Regions from separate parts of the Mus musculus genome. Here region 2 is linked to region 1. The links are chromatin contacts, called in public HiChIP or PLAC-seq maps. All regions are on one chromosome and are shown on one strand. Each heading gives the region's core, a stretch centred on a gene start, on an enhancer-like site or on the middle of the called end of the contact. The rest is flanking DNA. Distances are from core to core; before and after follow the strand shown.

Region 1 (6,830 bases), core at 1,310-3,809:
TCTTGAAAGCATTACCAACGCTCCTGTGACACATCAGAGCTTTTTGTTGTCTAAATGAGTGACCTTCGCTTCATTCCACCTGCTGTCCCACTGCGTGAGACTGCACCTACTCATCACTGCGCTGACATTCTGGCAGAAGAAATAATCTGAAATATCAGATCAGCCTTGGCCTGAGGGTACGAGCTGGTACGCTGATGACAGTAGCCTCGAGGTTAAAGGTAAGCAGAAGGCGGGGACAGCAGTATGGTGGTGAACAGAAAACAAGTGATCTAGGCCAGCAGCCTTCCTGAGGGACATCGGCCCAGAAAGCTAAACTTGTGACTTTAAGACAAGCTCTATAAATAAAAAAAGAAAAGTCTACACTGACAACAGGTATGCTTTTGCCACTGTACGGGGCAATATACAAAGAGAGCTGTTGACATCTACAGAAAAAGACCTAAGATGCTGTGGCTAAAGAAAATCAGATGGCAGATCTAACTGCCAAACAGGTGGCCCAAGGAGCAATGATCCTGGCAGTCAAGGAGCCTAAAGATTATTATAACATCCGAGAGACCAGCTTTAGATACACCCCTGAGCACTATCAAGTTATGGACAGTATTTGACTTGGCCTGGGGGCCAAGAAATTCAAAGGCGTGGTTAGGTCCTTTGACTACTATGTTACAGGACTTTCTGACTTGACAAAAAAAAAAAAGAGTCAAAAGCTGCAAGGCCTGTGCTATGACGAGGTAAAATTTCTAAAAAAAAACCTTCCCAAGGTAATAGACCTGCCTTTGTTGCCCAGGTAAATCAAAGACTGGCCAAGATATTAGAGATTGGTTAAAAGTTACATTGTGCATGCAGGCCCCAAAGCTCAGGACAGGTAGAAAAAATGAATAAAACCATTAAGAGACCCTTACCAAATTGACAGCGGAGACTGGCGCTATGATTAGATAGCTCTCCTACCCTTTGTGCTCTTCAGGGATAGAAACACCCCTGGACAGTTTAGACTGACCCCCCTATAAATTACTCTACAGGGGGCCCCCTCCACTGGTAAAAATAGCCTCTGTACATAGTGCTGACATGCTGCTTTCCCAGCCTTTGTTCTCTAGGCTCAAGGTGCTCCAGTGAGTGAGACAGCGAGCAAAAAAGCAGCTCCAGAAGGCCTACTCAAGAGAAGAAGACCTGCTACATTAGACGTCTCCACACAGAAAACCTTAAGACTCCGGTGGAAAGGCCCTTATCTTGTACTCTTGATGACCCTACTTTCTACCTTTATGGGACCCCTTTTGATTTTGCTTCTGCTTTTAATTATAGGTCCATGTATGTTAAATAGGCAAGTCACCTTTATTAAAACAAAAATTAGTACAGTGTGGCTTTTAGTTTTAAAACAACAGTACCATGCCCTAAAGTAAAGGATCAAGTATGTCAGAAAAAAATAGTGTCTAGTTCTAAGATTAGAACTACTAACAAGTAGAAGGGGGGAATGAAAGTATAACAACGTAAAAACAGAATTCTAGGCCTTTAGGCCCAGGCTTGGGAATGTGGCCTTTGTAAAGGTATGCTAATCATAAAGCAAATTGCGACATTCCTCCATCCACCCGCTTCCTGGGTTCAAAGAGTGCTCATTTAAAGAAAGTCACCCAGAACCTGCAATGCAAATGTGCTATTGTTAGGGGCTCTTAGAAGCTGTCTTGAGAGTTAACAATTACCAGGTATTCTTTGTGACTCTTGTAACTTTACACTTCCTTGTGACTCTTAACTGGTATCTTTGGTATCTTCCAACAACGCCCTCCCCACTTCCTTAAGTTGTGGTTCCTTCCTTTAAATACCCCCTTACCCAGCTACTCGGGGCGCCATGGTCCTCTACCCCTGCGTGGTGTATGACTATGGTCCCGAGAGCGCTCTTGAATAAAAATCCTCTTGCAATTTGCAGCAAGACCTGTTTCTTGTGGGTGATTTTGGGGTGTCACCTCTCCTGAGTCAGAACGTGGGGGAGTCAGAACGTTGTGGGTCTTTCAAACTCTAGCTTCCATAAGTTATCTTGGTCATGATGTTCTATGACAGCAACAGAGAACTAACTAACACTCCTACCCGTCCTGTGAGGTCACTGGGGCCTTCAGGCTACATGTGTTGTGACAAAGAAGTTATCTCTGAGTGGGGGATCTACACCCTTGCTAAACAGGTGTGAGTGTATATGACTCATCTGATTATAACAAAAAGATGGTAAATAAGAAAACAAATCTCAGAGGGAGGTCTTCTGACCTGGGAACCATCCACGCAGGATTGACAGAAATACCTGTGGCAGAGAACCTGAATTACTAATGATAGGGGACCACCTCTGTGGGGCGCCCGCCCCTTCTAGATTCCACTGCTGGGAGTGTGATTGATTATCTGAGAACCAGTCATGCCATGACTGGCCTTATAGAAAATACAGATTAAGGTAATGGTGGTCACTTCATCTCCAAAGTATTGGAAGGCATTATAAAAAGTTTACATAAAGGACCACCCATCGTACGCCTCAGCAGTCTCCCTCCTCAGGCAAAACTGAAAGGCAGAGTCAGCCCTTTATACAGCCGAGCACTCCAGACACTGAGCTAATTCTAGACACAGCACAGCCTTGGACCAAGTGCTTACCCATGACGTTGCTTAGACCCCTTTCCATCCCTCAAGAGCACCTAGTGCTGTCGCCCTATGAAATGCTGCAAGTATTGCCGTGCCTGGAAAGGGCCATTGACCATCCTGTCTGTAGTGGTTTGAATAAGAATGACTCATATATTTGAATTCTTAGTCTCCAGGGAGCAGAAAAAAATTAGAAGGATTAGGAGGTGTGGCCTTGTTGGAGAAAGTATGTCATGGGGGAGGGCTTTGAGGCTTCAAAAGCCCACACAAAATCCTCTCTCTTTTTCTCCCAATCTCTCTCTCCATCCCCCCCCCCCCCAGCCCCTTTCTCGATCTTTCCCTCCTCTCCTGATACGCACACTCCAGTGAAGCCTGCCTGGCAGGCCGAGAGGCCTGGAAGCACTCATGAGGCAAAGAGTTTCAGAGAAACTCACCTCCTGGAACCTTGGCATTCTCATAACTTGTATACTCATACCCTATCCCTGAGTTAGTCTGGTGTATGGATCCACGTGCTCTCTTTTAGTATTATTTTATTATAAATGCCTTTTAAGATTGAATTCTGACATAGCTAAGCCTTCGCCAGTGTTCCAACATCCTAAAAAATCTTTGAAGCCGACAAACTTGGAATTCAGTAGGAATTCAGTGAGAAGGTGACCTATTCAGTAACATTCAAATTTACTTCTAGTAGAGATGGTGAAACTAATTAGGCATTAGAAAGAGCGGAACTGGAATAGCTCAGGGCTAGTCTGCAGAGTGATTACTTAGGACAGTAACCAGTCTCACCCAAACAAGGGAATACACAATGGCCTAGCTAATAGGTGGGTTTACCATGTAAGAGTTAGGGAATCCCACTGAGACAAGAATCTTCACTACAGCCAGATATAGCAGGCTACATTGCATATTAGAAGCAAGTTGGTGAATTCTTCTGACAAATGGAGATTCTCCACAGATACTTAAAAAAACAGCCAAGTTACACTCATACAAGAATTTACCAAGGCCTAGGAAATAGGAGGTTTGTGGTATTGCATTATTCATGAGAAGGTCTGCTAGAGCACAACCCCCTGGTGCTAGCTTTCATAAGGCTCAAAGGAGTAGCACAAATTGTGACTAGGGTGTGAAATCCTTACCTGTCATTAGCTGACCCTAAGCAGAGCTGTTTTATCTTTACTGTAAATATTACCTGGTTCCTGAAAGTCCTTTTGAAGTCATTCCTTTGTTTTGTGTCAGGTAATTTCAATGTACTTTGCCTGCTGTGACATCCTACCCCCTTTATTTTCTGTATTATATAAGACTGGTGTTCAGTTTGTGACATACATTCAGATTCTATACAATCTCCTGTGTTGAGTCTGTCTGTCAGTCATTCTCCGACTCCTTGTCCACCTGTAACCAGAGACCCGTTCTACGCAGACAAGGGACCAAGAGGGTCTGCAGCACTCTCCTTCTCTCTCTGCTCATGGAATAGGATGTAGCCTTCACTATTTCTCCAGCACCACACTTGCCTGGCGACGTGCTCTCTGCCATGATAATACTGGATCAAGCGTCTGAAACTGCAAGCAAGTCCTAATTCAATGCATTCGTTATAAGGGTTGCCTTGGCCACAGCATCTCTTCACAGCAATAGAGCAGTAACAGAGGCATCATCTATGAAATGCTGTATCGATTGTCATGCCTGGCAAGGGCCATCGACCTTCCCATCATGGAAACTAGTGATCAGTTTCTCAGAGGTCCCATGGGGCCTCCCTTCCATTTGCTTTCTCTTAGGTTACAAGGCCTCTCCCACTTACCCAGACCACCACTCAAGTTGCCAACGCTTTCTTTACAGCTTGAGGACCAAATGTTAATAAAAAGCTGAAAAGAAAATTGAAATGGACCAGGGCTCCTCATCAGGGCACTACTGTGCGGTCTCTTCATAGACGGTGGTATCTGAAAAATCAGTGAGCCCATGCATAAGACAATTAGTCCAACACCTAATTAAAATAGCAGTGACCACATAGCTAGTTTCTGCCCTTCCTCTATGTCCCATACCTCAAAGCAGGAAATGTTAGGTGAATTTAAAGAATGACAAGGCACTGTGAAAGGGGAAACTGTGGGGATTTAAATGAAATGTGTTGTGTTTTCTACCCAAGGTTTAAAAGAGTCAAAAGAAATTCCATTTTTTAAAAAAAGCTGTTTTACAAACACCACCTGCAAAAATCCCTGCCCAAGTCAGCATTTCTCTAGGATCAAAGTACTTTGCTTCTAACTGCATTGATCTCACTAACCAGCCATGTAAGAGTTTGGGAAGGAGGGGGGGGTGAGGAGGCAGAGTCAAGTTCTGAGCACTCGGAGTGAGGCACAGGACCCCTTTTCGTTAAGAATGATACTTGCTTGATTTGGCATGGCTACATATCCTCCTTTCTGCAGAGAACTTTTCCCCTTGAAATACTTTGGATTGTGTGGTCTCTTTTCCTGAGACCCCAGACCTATTTCTTAGACCCCGAGACCTCTGCTTTCTCTGAGAGGTTCTAAGCTTCTGCCTCGATCACACCCCTCTGGGAATGTGACATGACCAGGACAGAGCCTGCAGGTATACCTGAGTCTTGCTTCTCCTGCTACTTTAGTCATCTCAAGGGACTGTGGCATCCCTGGCTCACCATTGCATACCCAAAACCTTTCCATGACCAGAAACCTCATCATTAATCCCTACCTTACCTTTAAAGCAAGGAGCAAGAGAAAGATCTTCCCATGGCTGCAAGCCCCTGGTGCTGCTACCGTACTAGGTCTGGGTACGGAGAGGATGTCAGTCACAGCAGCTTTCATTTCCAAATCTCTCTGTGGAAACTGCATCTTTTCCTTCCCTTCGGATGTGGTTCCTAGATGAGACTCCTATCCCTTCACAGCCTTCACTGGTTTTTTGGTTGTTGTTGTTTTGTTTTGCTTTGCTTTTTTGTTTGTTTGGGGTTTTTTTGTTTTGTTTTGTTTTGTGCCCTGGACAATATGCTCTATGTGGTATGAAAGGTGCATGTATAGGCTCTCGCTTCCCTCACCAGGAGGGAGGTAGGCTGCACTGCAAGGTGGGCAGCAAGACACTCAGCCCCGAGACACGAGTGTCCCCACTTAAATTGCCCTGCCAGACAGAACTCGGAATACTTTCTAGGTTGCTTGGCAGTGTCAGGATGTTTATGGCAATGCAAATACAAAATGAAGCCAAGTGCTGGTCTAGGAGTGTATGTTGATGGCTTTGCTGGTACCAATTTTTTTCCACCAAAAGAAAAAGAGGACGATGCTAGGCCAGGATAGAAAGAAAATCTTTGGGACCCAGGATTGGGGCAAAGGCCCAGCCCTGGAGTCTGGGGACCTGGGACTGGGGCGAAGGCCCTCCCTGGAGTCTGGTTGAAGCCCCTTCCCAGGTAAGAAATAAGGGTCCTAGCACAGATGACATTTACTGTGAAGATTCTAACAAGGACACTCCTTCTGTTTTATATAGAACACTTAGGTTCCTTTAACATAGTAACAAAACCAGGCTCACCGACTTGGGAAGGGCCTGACTCCTTTACTGCGAATCTCAACAAGCATTTGTTTACAGGGAAGATGACCCACTTCCTGCACCCCTATGGTGTAAACTTTAATCTTATCTATTGTAATCCTGTCAAGGCTCTCAGGAACCACCCTGCAGCCCCAGTTAGATCCTTAGCCACCCTTTGAAGATAGCTTCAAACCCCACTGAAGCCCTCCATATGGTTATTGTAAGACAATAACATTGATTCCCTCAGACACTCAGCCGGTGCTCTTAGGTGCAGCTCACTGTCTTCTGAGCACCATCCCTTTCTTTTAACCCTTATGCCTGAGTCTATATATTAAAGTCTTCATTAAACCTGGATGCTGCCTTGTAATGGTTAGTCCCGAAATTCTTTTTTGAATCAAAGTCACAAACCCCAGTTTGGCTTGAGTTGAGGTCCCCAAAAGATTAGGGGCTCTCCTTAGCTGCAATCAGTGCTGCAGTGGGGCTGGGCCTTTTCTTCTGTTCCCTACACTGACGAGAGAGCCACTGGACTGAGTGACCTCATTTCCCTGCTCTCGGCTATACACTTGCCCTAAGCCCTGTGTTCTGCAATGTTTTCCCCCAGTACTTGAAGGCTCTACTCTGACTAAATGGCTAAAGTGAGAGCTACAAAACTGAAAATGCAGGACAAGTGGACAGTGCTTTTCACAGGGAGGCGAGCTTGGGCTGAATTTGGACCTAAGAAGGAGGAA
Region 2 (7,411 bases), core at 1,411-3,910, 49 kb after region 1:
CTGGTCCATCTGTGAGCTCTTATAATTATTAGATAAGTATTATATATTAGATGTGTTATGTAGTGACACAAACTGACAAAAAAATGTGCCTCAGTTGTCATATATCATATGTAACATGGTGCAAGCCAATTTGAGCCTTCTCTGAGCTGTTGGGTAGTACCATGTATTACACAGTGACATGTGACTGATGCCTCTCTCTTCTCAGCTGATATATATATATATATATATATATATATATATATATATATATATATATATATTTAGAGAGAGAGAGAGATCTCAGGCCTGTATTCCATCTTATATTGTACATGACATTTTATATAGGTTGAAGGCCCAGACCTGATATGCTTACAGCCTCCTTGGTCTAACAGCTGAGAAGAAACACATTCCTTATTCTCATAAGGACAGATTGCAGCCCTGGCATCACAATATCACAGGTGACATCACCTTATCCCTATGGCAGACTGTGGCTCACTGTCTGCATGCCATCTCTGGACTGCCATACTAAGCAACAGGGAAAAAGCTATTAACTCTGGCCTCCACTCCTGATCATCTTAATGTGCCACATATGCACAACGGCCTGATGTGACACAGCACAGTGCTCTCTAGTCTCCTCTGGGTCACTGTGGAGAATCATTACGTAATATGGCAGTCTCCATCCATCCTCCCAGCTGTCATACGATGTCTTACATGATTTAGTGACATGATATGTCAGAGGCATGTATCTTCCATTAGCTGTCATGTGATATCACAGATGGCATGGTACCATGGTTGCTCTAGCCTTCATCCTTCTCAGCTGTCATAGGCTGTAATATGTGGCCTACGGGACATTGTGGGGTACACACTAATACTATGTGTTTCAGGCATGTGTCCCTGTTTAGGATCTGTTTGTATCCTAATTGGTGTGCTAAAAAGATGTTCAAGGATTGCTCACACTCCAATATCCAGAGTTGAGTATGTGAACAATTAATGACTTTCTTTTGGAGCCAGGGTCTACTGCATCTCAGGCCAGCCTGGAACTCACTATGTAGCCAAAGATGCCCCTGCGCATCCGACCATGCCTACAATTCCTGAGTACTGGAATCACAGACATGCGCCACCATGCCTGGTTTCTGTGATACTGCACATAGAACCCCACTGCATCTTGAATGCTAGGCAACGCTCTACCAACTAAGCTACATCCCCAGCTGCAGATCGTGACTTTTAAATGTCTGATTTAAATGATTCACCATAATTTGGTATACTGTCAACATTAAATTACAGTTACTTTGGAGTATATTTATTCATGCAAATTATTTCTCCATGCACAGGTGTTTCAGAGGCTTTTCTATTGCTGCGAGGACACCATGAACAAGGCAACTTACAGAAGGGTTTGTTGGGGGTCTTACAGCTTCAGAAGGTGACTCCAGGACCACCATGGTAGAGAGCATGGCACCAGCCAGGTAGGCAGGTATGGCCCTGGGGAAGTAGCTGATAGCTTATATCTTAATTCAAAAGCATGAGGTGGTGCTGGTAGTGATGAGACAAGAGAAAGAGACAGACAGACAGACAGACAGACAGACAGACACACTCACACAGAGAGACAGAGAGTCAGAAAGAGACAGACAGAGACACAGAGAGAGAGAGAGACAAAGAGAGACACAGAGACAGAGGTAGAGAGACATACAGAGACAGACATACAGAGACAGACAGACAGACAGAGAATGTATGGATGGTGTATGTTTTAAAATCTCAAAACCAGCCCTCAGTGACACTCTTTCTCCAATAAAGCCACACCTCCTAATCCTTCCTTAGTAATTCCACCAACTGGGGACCAAGTTTCCAAATATCTGAGGCTATGGGGTCATTTGCATTCAAACTTCACAAGGTTTCTTCACTGTAATTTATGTTACCCAGATCTGAATTCACTACTTCAGAGCTTATCGTGGCAAAAGGGAAAACAAAAAGAAAGTAACCAGGATGATTCAACAGAGTTATATTTTTAAAATAGTAATAAAAGGGAAAAAGATGGCACATCAGGGAATGTAATTTTTATTTAAAAAAACGCTGTAGGAAGGTGTCATTTCTCTTATTCATGCTGCAAACTAAATTATGAATGTGGACACTGTCAGGGGCTGGGGCTGGCTCAGTAGGTAAAGGACTGTTGAGCCAGCATGAATTCAACTTCACAAGACTCTTTTCTCATCTACTCTCCACTTCCAGGCAGTCGCTGAGGTTTCCTTGTGGGGGTGGGGTATCCTTTAACGCTAATAAAATTGTCCTAAAGTCTTTTATTAATGAGAATAAGAACCCTAAAGAGAAGCTGGCTCTCCTCCGTACTGTTTTCCTGAGGTCCCCCAGGGTGGATCACAACCCGCTGGGAGTGTCCAGCTTCCAGTGGCCTCAGTCTGCGCACACTAGGCGCAGGCCAGACTGGCTTCTTTAAAACACCCAGCAGGCCAGAGTTGCTTCTTTAAAACACCAGAATGCAGAGCCCTGGGCGCGCACCTCCAAGGTCAGCACCACTTGGGAGCTCAGCGAGCCCCTATTTCTTCTCCCTAGGACAAAGCGCTTACAAGCAGTCTCCCTGGTGGGTGGAGCGCGTCTTATTGTGCCTGACGCACCACGGTGAACGGCCGGAGACCGACCGGAGGGGCGGGGCGCATGCGTCGTTCGCGCTGGAGAATGACGTGAGGGGGCGGGGCGCGCCGGGGCACCCTAGGAGACCGAGTAGAGGGGCGGCGGGGGACCGCGCGGTAAACCGCGCGATGGACCGCTATGCGGCCGCCGGGGATGAGGCGGCGGATCGGGCCCGGCAGCAGGAGCGGCACTACCAGCTGCTGTCAGCACTACAGAGCCTGGTCAAGGAGCTGCCCAGGTGCGCGGCGACGGGCGGCGGGAGGACCGGGGCCGGGGCCGGGGCCGGAGCCGGGGCCAGGGCCGCGGCCGCGCTCACCCGGCGATCTACCCGCAGCTCCTTTCAGCAGCGCCTGTCCTACACCACGCTCAGCGACTTGGCCCTGGCGCTGCTCGACGGAACGGTGTTTGAAATCGTGCAGGGTCTTCTGGAGATTCAGCACCTCACTGAGAAGAGCCTCTACAACCAGAGACTGCGGCTGCAGAACGAACACCGAGGTGCAGGGGGCGACGGGACCTTCCCTAGGGCGTCCCTAGCCGCGGGAGCCTCGGGTCAGGGGGTGCAGAGCCATGCTGATCCTTTTAGTCTGCTGTCCAGAAACTTCTTACTCGCGTTCCCTAGAGTACCCACATCCTCCTAGGCTTGATGGACCTCGCTGCTTGTAGGTCTGTTGATAGCTGTGTGCTACCACAGAGATAATCCATTATTCCAGCACCTTCCCATTGAGTATCAGGCTTGATCACCTCCTCCTATAAATTATACTAGGCATCTTCCGTTGTACCATCAGATCTCCTTTCCATTTTATTTGTTCAAGCTTGACTCGGTTCAAACATTTTAGGAAAGAATAGTGTGACGATGTCCCCATGCTACGTTATAGATCTTTGGGCTTTGTTATTGCTTTGGATTTTGAAACTGAGGACTGAACCCAGGGCTTCTCACCTGCTAAGCAGGTTTTCTATATTGGGCTACATTTACATGCAAACATACTCTGCCTTTCTGGCAATGCCTGTGTGCTGCCAGACAGGATTTTCCCATTAGAGATAGGTGTTGGATTTTGTTGAAATCTTTTGCAGTTCCTGTGGAGATGATCAGATGGTTTTGCTGTTACTCTCGTGAGACATTGATTTCTAAATCCCAGAAAGGAATTGTATTCTAGGAATGCATCTTGTAATATTTGTGTGGGGATGAAGGTAATGCCTCAGAATGTGTTGAGAAGTCTCTTGTTCTCCGAGAGCTTTAGTTCTTCACCAAATGTTTGAGTGGCTGTGCTTTTTCTTTTTTTTTTTTTTTTTTTTAATAATTTTTTTTTTTAGATTTATTTATTTATTATATGTAAGTACACTGTAGCTGTCTTCAGACACACCAGAAGAGGGCGTCAGATCTTGTTACGGATGGTTGTGAGCCACCATGTGGTTGCTGGGACTTGAACTCCGGACCTTTGGAAGAGCAGTCGGGTGCTCTTACCCACTGAGCCATCTCACCAGCCCGGCTGTGCTTTTCTTTATTCTTTTTAATGTTTTGATGGAGGTATGTGGTATATCTAGTTCACAAGCCTAAAGTACACGACTAAGTTCATTCTTTTCCATTTTGGTTTTCCGAGACTGTTCCTCTGTGTTGTCTAGAGCTGGCTGTCCTGTCTCAGCCTCTCCAGTGGTGAAATTCCAAGTCTGGGCCAGGCCCTACCTTGCTCATCCTTTCCAGTAAGCAGGAGGAGGCTTTGTTCCTTCTGTTGCTTCCACCATTCTTCCAGCACTTGCTTCCATCACCAGGAAGGAAAGACACCACTGACTTCTTCTTCCCCTGATTTCACTGTGGAGCTGCTCATCATCCTATAGAGCCCTTTTGGGTGGGATGTTCTTGGTACCTGCTTCAAGCCTTTGCTAGTTGTCTTTCAGAAGGCTTGAACTAGGCTGATACACCTGGCAGTGAGTGCCTCTGCTGCCTTCAGCCAGATACAGAAGGTGGTGGCTGGCATGGGCCACCTTGCTGTCCTTGGACATTACCATGGCCAGGTCCCTAGTGAGCAGGGAGCCAGTGTGGACTCTGGGAACTGACCTGGGATGTTCTGCAGTATTGGATAAGTGGACTGAAGGAGATGATGTCTCACACATGTACCTGCTGCCCCAAGCCTTCTGACTACTTCATATTCACTGCAACCAGACAAGCAGGCCATCTCTTCTTTGCCCTTGTGTTGATGAACTTATGATAGACTAAGTCAGTTTCAAACAGCAATGATAAATGGTATCACTGGGGTACATAAAATGCCAAGACCTAGGGGAGGCTGTAAGCACTGCCGAGGCTGTCAGATTTAAGGGAACCCCAGGGACCCTTCTGAATAGAGCTGTCCCATGAATCTCCTCTAGGAATAAAGGTGTTGGCTTTCTCAGAGCCGGCCAGCCACACTCGTGTTTTTGGGTGTGGTGCGCTCCGTTTTGTGATAGTGAGTACTTAGCACCCTGTGCTCCCTTCTCTCTCTGCCCGTTAGGGCATGTCTACGTGTGTGGCAGTTTACCAGGGACTGGGTACTTTGCTTGCTAGCAGAGGGTAAGGACTTCCCAGCACAGAACCCTGTAGGCTCACAGTATGTGGCTTCACCTCCTGGCTGCCAAGCAGGGGCTGCTCTGCTTACCCATAGGGTAGCACCAAGCTTGATTCAACACACTGCACCACTGGCAGACAGAGCCCCCTTCCTCCTTGTATGGGCTTTGAGCTCTTGAATGCTTAAGTACTCACCCAGAGTCCCTGTGTGATATCCTTTGGAGGATGTCCAAGAAAGCTAGAACTGGGCCACCTGAGACCAAAGGCCACCTGCCTCAGGCACCTGTCTGCCCCCTGTTCCTGCCCTGGTTGTACTGAGCTCTGATCTTTGCTATACCTGCCTAACCTACACAGCCCTGTCAGCACCGTGGAGGTAAAGGAGGGTGCTGGTTGAGAGCAGTCCTTGAGGGACTAAAACTCCCCACAGCTTTCTGGGAAGTGCTTCCTTGAACTAGACCTCTCACCCAGCTGCCCCTGTCTTCCCAACACCTGCTTTTGCTGATGGACCTCTCTCCCTTCCTCACAGTGCTCAGACAGACTCTAAGGCAGAAGCACCTGGAAGCCCAGCAGTCCTGCCGGCCCCACAACTTGCCAGTGCTCCAGGCAGCTCAGCAGCGTGAGCTGGAGGTAGGAGTTGGGACTAGATGGCTAGGCCTGACTCCTCATGGGTACTAGCTGGCTCAGTGGCGGGGCTGAGGGTGGTCCAAGGCAGAGCTAATGGGTGCTGAAGGGTTGGTGAACTCATGACTTTTTCCCATGGTGACTGAGGAGAGTCACAGCCCATCTGTCACTCCCCTGTCCTGGCAAACAAGCATCTCTGTGCTTATAGAGCAGTCACTGAGTTGGGACCCTGCCCTTTCCATCTCAGGTGATGAAGCACAATGTTGAGATGACAAAGACCAGTCAGGAAGAGGCCAGGGAGCTCAGGGGCAGATGTAGACCCTCAGGAAATCAACAAGCCTTGATGCTGGGGATGAGGGCAGTGGCTCCAAGGGATGAATGACAGATCTCAAAGGCATTTCCAGCTGGGACTGTTGGGGACCCCTCTGCTGAACCACAAGCAAGGATACCGTGTCACCAGAATCGCTGTGGTGGGCAGGGCAGCCAGGAGGAGGTAGCAGGTGGGAGCTTGTGTTTAAGGCATCCCTGGGCGGAAGCCCTAGCAGGAACCACCCTTACTCAAGTCATGGCAGGCCATGGAACATCGGATCCGGGAGGAGCAGCAGGCTATGGACCGAAAGATTGTCCTGGAGCTGGACCGGAAGGTTGCCGACCAGCAGAGCACACTGGAGAAGGCAGGGGTAGCTGGTTTCTACGTGACCACCAATCCTCAGGTCAGCACCTCAGCCAGCCCTGTCACCACCTGTGTCCCAGCCCCTGAAGGTTCAGTTCTATCTGGAACTTTTGTTTTAGGTTTTCTTCTGGTTGGGGGTGATTTGCTTTCTTTTTTCTTTTTTCTTTATTTCTGAGACAAGGTCTGCTATGGCCTTTAACTTGAGGTCCTCTGCCTCGGCTTCTAAGTGCAGGGATTATGGGTGTATGTCAATACACCAAGCCCATCTGGAGTCTTGGCACATTGGTTCCTAGTGAGCTGAGGGTCAGTGATAGAGCTTAGGTGAAAGACCCTGTGAAGGGCAGAGTCTAGTCCCCATGCCCGCCCACAGGAAGGGGAACGTGCTCGCCCCAGGTAGTGTTCACCTGTCTAACCTTGCAGAGGCTTCTTCCTGTCTCTGGCATGCCAGCCTCTGTTTCACTGTAAGTCAGTCAGAGACTGCTGGCCCTACCAGCCACAAGGGCCCAGATTCTCCCTTCTCATGGCTGTGGCCGTGGTTCTGGTTCCACGGTATCCAGTTTCCACAGGAAAATCACCCCCTTAGCCTGGTTATCTGACATCTTCTAGGCCCTTATATCTGTCTTAGCCAAGGCAGAAGGGCCCGAGGTGTCAAGCCGGTCCTTACTGGGGCCTCCTTTGCATCCCAGGAGCTGACGCTGCAGATGAACCTATTGGAACTCATCAGGAAGCTGCAGCAGAGGGGCTGCCAAGTGGGAAAGGCAGCTCTGTGACCAAGCAGGGGGTCCTTGCTGTCCTCCGTTGCCTAGGATGGCTGGCGGGTGCCACAGCCTTGACTGTGTGGGGGCTACTGTCCAGCTGCCAACAGGTCTGATCTCTCTGAGGGGCTGATTAGATCCTGGCTATGCCTGCTGCCATCCACTGTTCAGATTTGGAGGGGAAGGGCCCAAGCAATAGGAATGATG

What was found. HiChIP or PLAC-seq counts read pairs in DNA pulled down with a chosen protein or histone mark.
Region 2: an H3K4me3 HiChIP or PLAC-seq map of embryonic stem cells shows a contact between it and region 1, with 19 read pairs. The contact joins the promoter of Dgcr6 here to the enhancer-like site in region 1. A contact is called at or near these places in 2 of 39 promoter capture datasets (3T3-L1-derived adipocytes and HPC-7-derived erythroid cells), 1 of 484 Hi-C or Micro-C datasets (brown adipocytes), 2 of 115 datasets of contacts at active chromatin or transcription factors (both in embryonic stem cells) and 3 of 9 other capture datasets (adipose tissue, liver and pancreatic islet).

What each region holds. Positions count from the first base shown.
Region 1 is chr16:18,015,077-18,021,906 of GRCm38.p6, forward strand. No RefSeq gene overlaps it. Among named protein-coding and RNA genes, the nearest start is that of Vpreb2, 38 kb to the left of the region's middle. Within about 2 kb of position 2,560, at least 9 of the 459 cell types and tissues checked have an H3K27ac peak or open chromatin away from gene starts, as enhancers often do. A contact at or near this core is called in embryonic stem cells, where this site is marked.
Region 2 is chr16:18,063,743-18,071,153 of GRCm38.p6, forward strand. Dgcr6 (DiGeorge syndrome critical region gene 6) reads left to right here and starts at 2,661. Exons shown (of 5, transcript NM_001289814.1): 1 at 2,661-2,857; 2 at 2,954-3,114; 3 at 5,682-5,782; 4 at 6,349-6,489; 5 at 7,136-7,411. The coding sequence starts at 2,748. The coding sequence ends at 7,219.